Linked DNA regions of Sus scrofa: region 1 is linked to region 2. The links are chromatin contacts, called in public Hi-C maps. All regions are on one chromosome and are shown on one strand. The core of a region is the stretch at or near the end of the contact, and the rest is flanking DNA. Distances in the headings are between cores, read along the strand shown. Region 1 holds the start of ARSG (arylsulfatase G). Region 2 overlaps WIPI1 (WD repeat domain, phosphoinositide interacting 1).

Region 1 (2,721 bases), core at 34-2,533, 150 kb before region 2:
CTGTGGGTGTGCTGAGAATCCCCAGTCAGTCTGTGACTATCACCCGGATTTCCATAGCTGGAACGGGTTGAAAACCTCAGACCCGATGGGCTGCCTCTGCCAGGTCCGTGTGTGCTGGCGATCTCAAAGAGCACCTTGTATGGCTGCATGCTGGGCAGACGGCACGTCCCACTTCCCATTTCACCTTGAAGATGAAACTAAAGGTAAATTTTTCAAAACTTTGATACCTAAATTCTTTCACTTATTATTTATGTAATATGATTTAAAGCTCATTTCATTACGGAATCACCAGTTTCCCTTACATTCACTCTCTACAAAATTAAACCTCCTTCAGTCATTTAGAACATGGTGATTGGCCATTAAAACTAATCAGAGTGGACAGTTGGTCATTCTAATACTGAAAAGAGAACCCAGTGCTGTGTGGACTTTGATGGATTCTGTTGGGGTTTTATTTCCTCCTTGGGTAATGTGTTTTTAACTATTCTCGATTCTGTTCAGTTTTTTGTTTTCCTACTGGGTAAGCACAGCTTTAGTCCTATATGTCAGGATGAGTGATAAACCTAAAAGAATTCGGATTTGGTTAAGTGTGTAATTTGGGGTGACAATTATTTGGTCAAGAAATAAGTCCATTTGTACCTACCCTGCACTGAGACCAGGAAAAAAAAAAAAAAAGTCTATTGCAACAAACCATTCACTCCTGTTAAAAGTTGGACAAGCCTTAAGTTTTAGGTAACAGGCATTTTTCTGCAGTCATCACTTAAGCGGCGTGTATAACTAATGATTGCCTTAGGAACATTTCTTAGGGTTAAGGTCAAAAATATAATTCGGTTACTACAATAAATCTTTGTACTTTTGAAAAGTGATTTTTCACTTTCTTTGCTCTGCAAATGCTGAACCCACAGGCATTTGAGAGTAAAGAGAAGAATTTTCCGCTGTCTACACACTATTCTGGAGAGAAAGTGAATTGGAAATGTTCACCTCGGCGCCTAGGAAGGAGGCAGAAACTCTCCTGTCGAGGGAAGGGTTCAGCGTTCCCATCTCAGGCCGCCAACTCAGCAGAGAGGGTTAAACAGACGAACAGGACGACGGTGGCCGTCGTCCCCGGCCCCGCTGGCTCTCCGCGCGCAGCAGGAACTCCGCGACACGACGCTGGTCCATCCTGGGCCCCGCGGGCCGGGCGCCCCCTCGGGGGCGGAGGCAGTGGCGGCGGCGGCGGGCCCTCCCCCTGCAGGAAGCGCGGGCCGGAGCAGGCACCCTCGCCCAGCAGCTTCCGCCCGGGGCTTCCCCGCGCGCCGAGCGGGTGCGCAGCGCGGCCTCCTTGGGCGGCGGGACCCGGACGCAGCGGGGATCCGGCGCCGCGGCCACGTGGGCGGGCGCCAGGCGGGGCGGCGGGAAACCAGCGAGGGCGCAAAGCCGTGAGTGCAATCAGCTCTGGACTAGAGCCGTAGAAGCGTTCTCGTCGCGTGCCGCGTTTGAACCTTCGTCCCTTCCTAGATTCTGACGGGTGATCTAGAGCAGCTCCAGCCACTTGTGTCATTGTGATGCTTCTGGTAGCCTTATCAGCGCCTGCAAAAAGAAGCAGGTGAAAGGAATTTAATCTCTATATACTCCAGTGCACCCCAAATACCACCCACATGATACTCACTATGACATTTATTAAGCTATTTTACGTTCTTGTGTGTGTCAATAACTAAGATGTGGTCTCTCAGCAGGTTTGATGTTTATCACACAGTGGTGTTGTGCGCTAGATCTCCGGGGTTTGTTTACCTACTAGCTGCAAGGTTGGAGCCTTGGCCGCCTTTCCTGCCCCCGCCCCCCAGCCCCTAATCGCCTCATTCCACGCTCCCTCTCTCTCTTTTAACCAGTTGTGCTCACTTAGATTCCACATAGATGTAAAATCAGACAGTATTTGTCTTCTCCACCTTCGCTCACTGTACAGTACTGTTTTCGAACTACGTCTTCAAATTCTGGCCTGCGTTTTACTCGCCAGCACGTCTCTGCTCCCACTGGCTGCATTTCACTGGCTCGAGAGCCCCGCGCGGCTCCTGGCTACGGTATGGGACGTTGCGGCTCTCAGTACCAATTTCCAGTCTGCATGGAAAGATGCGCCTATGACGTTGAATTAATAGGAGCGTGAGGCTTCTAAGAGGAAAAGGTCGGGGGTCCTCGGACGGCGCGTGCCGTGCGTACCTGCATTCAGGCTGCAAAGTTGTGAAGGCTGTAAGAGCGTCTGGATTCAGTATTGATTTGCTTTTGGATCTTGCTGGAACTTTGGGAACTCTCCTCTCTTGCCAAGGGCCTGGTGCGTCCCTTGAACGTGTGTTGTGTTTTCGCTTTTGGAAAGCAGAGTTGAAAAGTGTTAATAATGCGGAAACAAGCCTACAGTAGCTTAGGAAGCGTGAGACCAGATCTCCCTAATTTCAAGTTCTGCTGTGTTTTCACCGCCTTCTGTGACCTCATAAGAAGTAAAATACCACAAGCCAGAGGCCTAACCCATTTTTTTCAGGTTGTTTATAAAAGAGGTTATAAGATTAAACTTTCTTTCAACCACTTTTCTAGTCAAGTGGGGCCATCTGGGGTTGCTCAAAGTCGGTGAAATCACAGTACTTTGCTTCAGCATCATAAAAAAAAAAAAAAAAAAAAGAGAGAGAGAGAGAGATTCAAGATCCAGGAGAGCACTTGCTACCAGTTGAGCTATTAAAAGAAAAACATCATGGGAAA
Region 2 (2,700 bases), core at 92-2,591:
CCTCTCCGCTCTCAGGTGTGCTCAGCACTCAGCGGGGCCTCTAGGTCAGTCACCTGAGGAAGCAGAGTTAGACCCCTGCCTGGGGGGTGCGGGGGGACACAGCCACCCTCGGTCCACTCCCCGATGGCTGCCAGCTGTCCCCTGCAGAACCTCTGGGCGTACGTTCAAGCGGGTTTTCCTGGGCAGACAGACCTTTTCATTCCTCTCCGAAACTCATAGAGCTTTTGCCCTTCGGGTACCGAGAACACCCGGATGACAGTGCCCTGGAAGAGAAAGCAGGTGGGCGTTTCGTCCCGTGAATGGCCACACAGATGTGTCCCTTTAGAGAGGAGCCTGTCCTATTGCTTTTGAACATCTGTCTCGGGAGAGGAAGCACCGAGCATTGCGCCCAGAGGTTTTTGGTTTGTGTCTGTGCCACGTAAACCATTCTGGGGCTGTGAATGGAACACCCTCTGTCTCCCTCTCCCTCCCCTAGCCCAAGGTGCTGTGCGTGTTCCTTCAAAGGGCTCTGGCTTCTAGAATATTCAGTCCCTGCTTGTCAAAAATACACCTGTTTTTCAGGCGTCTGAAATTCAGCTCAGTCACCTGCCCCGACTGCTAGTCATGAGATATCCGGCCTGCCTGCTGAACAGCCATGCATTTTGTGTCTACTGTGTCTTTGAAACACAGCACAGCACCTATCCGGACCCGAGCGGGTGTGCATGCACGTGTCTTAAGACCGTGCGGGTTGGTGCAAAGTTTCTCGTATCCTGCACAGCAGAGGCCTGTGGCCTCTTCATGTAACAAATGCACCAATACACCAAACAAACATGCAGGGGCCCACCAGTCCTCGTATCACCTGTCCCCTCCCATCTGCTCTTTGAGGCCACCTGCAGCCCTCCCCTGCCCTGCGGAGAAGCGCCCCAAACACGGGAGCACTCACCTTCTCCGACGCGCTCGCCAGTTTGGAGCCGGCGGCATTGAAGGCGATGGCAGCCAGTGTCCCCTCATGGGCAGCAATGGTGCAGAGTGTTTTCTGTTGGTGAAAAGGCAGATGGAGATTGATGAGGGGAAGAGAGAAAATGTCTTTCCTCCAGGACACCCTCCGCATGTGCTGGGCTCCGCGTCTCTCTTTCCACCAGCTGTATGTCCTTTCCCTGTGTGTCTTGATCCTGCCTCAAGGGCCGCTCCATTTCTGTCCTTTTTCCTGCCCCCGGGAAGATGGAGGGGCAGCCAGGTGCAAGAGTGATGTCGCAGGGGCTCTCTGGATGCATCTTTGGGCGCCTGGCTTCCTGCAGCAAGCCTGCCCCGCTCCGCAAAGCCTCTGAGAGCAGAGGACAGGAAACGTGAAACAGCTGCACTCTGTCGCAGGCCGTGCCACAGCCCAGCATGACACACTCAGCCCGACGACGGGCCCCAGCTGGCACGAGGTTTCCATTCCACCGCAGGTGTCTGGGCCTGGCCCGCTGCCGGGTGGTTATGCTGACTGATGGCGATGAGGGCAAAGAGCACTACCTTCCCCTCCACACCCGACGGCCGCGGCCACTGCGCACTCGCCGGGTGCTGATTCCACCTGCGCGCCTCACCCCACGCGACCCAGCCTGCCCCTCACCTGTCCCGGACCAGGCGGCCAGGCAGGTGGGCTGGGCTGTCGGGCTCGCTGCCAACTTACCAGGGAGTGTCCATCGTACAGCACAATCTCTCCTGTCGTCAGGCTTCCAGGATAGGCCACGTAAGAATTGGAATGGTTGATAGAGAGGGCGCACAGACCTGGCAGAGGGTAAACCGCAGATGAAAAGCCAAGGTCCATCCGGGAGGCCCGGCCTGGAAAGGGCATCTGAAAACGGTACAACTACAGCGCCACCTGCTGGTGAGGGGAGGAACGGCCTCGCAGGCGGTGACAATTCGCTCTAATCCAAAGACTCCAATATAAAGTACGTTCCCAGGGTAAGACCTCCCTGAGTTGACCCTGACCTTGTCCACCCTTCAGCCAAGAATCCAGAATTTAGGATATTTTGCCTACTCCTCTTCACATGGTACCCAAGGGTCCTTAAATAACATCTTCCATTACAAGGAGGGCAATAAACAATTTACTCTTAACTGAAATAAGTGTTCTTACTGTGAGAGGCTGTGTTGTCTTTCTGCAAGTGATTAAATGCCATTTCAGGTGGAAGGGTGGGGAACTTGGGTGGGTGCAGGGGAGGACCTATTTGGAAATTGCCCCTTTCTGAGCCAAATGTCCTGCCCTGATAAGGGAACTGGGCCCCTTCGGAGGTGGAAATTCATGGACGGTTGCACCTGCGGGAAGATGCTGTGCCTGCCATTGGAACAAACTACAGAAAGAGGGCAATTTGGATTTAAGATGCTCAACAATATTCTGGAAGCGTAAACAGCCAACCCACCTATGCCAGTATTATTTATCAGGGGCTTCAAGGCAGGGAGGAGTCTAATAGCCTTTAAGTAAAGGATTTTCATAGCAATGGTTTAGATCAATAGAGATGAATAATGCAGTATTTATATAGTACTGCATTCAAGGAATCGCCAGAACCAAAAGCATTACCAGATCGGGAACTTCAAGATCAGGAAAGAGACATCTTTTTCAATAAATAAGGTGGCTCTATCTTTGTTACAAGTTAGGATGTTAAGTGGATTTCTCTTAAAAGTATAAGAAAAACTTTAGGTCAGGCTAAAACGTTTCTGACCTAATCAGCTGCAGGTGAA

Evidence for each region. A called contact is a pair of places that touch in the nucleus more often than the background predicts.
Region 1: a contact with region 2 is called in a Hi-C map of subcutaneous adipose tissue, with 2.1 times the contacts expected there. The contact joins the promoter of ARSG here to the enhancer-like site in region 2. A contact is called at or near these places in 19 of 47 Hi-C or Micro-C datasets (alveolar macrophages, blood, brain and 14 more) and 2 of 2 datasets of contacts at active chromatin or transcription factors (alveolar macrophages and skeletal muscle).

The regions. Positions count from the first base shown.
Region 1 is chr12:11,881,406-11,884,126 of Sscrofa11.1, reverse strand. It overlaps ARSG (arylsulfatase G), which reads left to right and starts at 1,283. Exons shown (of 12, transcript XM_021066718.1): 1 at 1,283-1,415.
Region 2 is chr12:11,736,247-11,738,946 of Sscrofa11.1, reverse strand. It overlaps WIPI1 (WD repeat domain, phosphoinositide interacting 1), which reads right to left. Exons shown (of 13, transcript NM_001190294.1): 5 at 1,652-1,749; 6 at 923-1,015; 7 at 193-263. Among named protein-coding and RNA genes, the nearest start is that of WIPI1, 22 kb to the right of the region's middle. Within about 2 kb of position 1,341, at least 23 of the 83 cell types and tissues checked have an H3K27ac peak or open chromatin away from gene starts, as enhancers often do. A contact at or near this core is called in alveolar macrophages, retroperitoneal adipose tissue, skeletal muscle and 1 more, where this site is marked.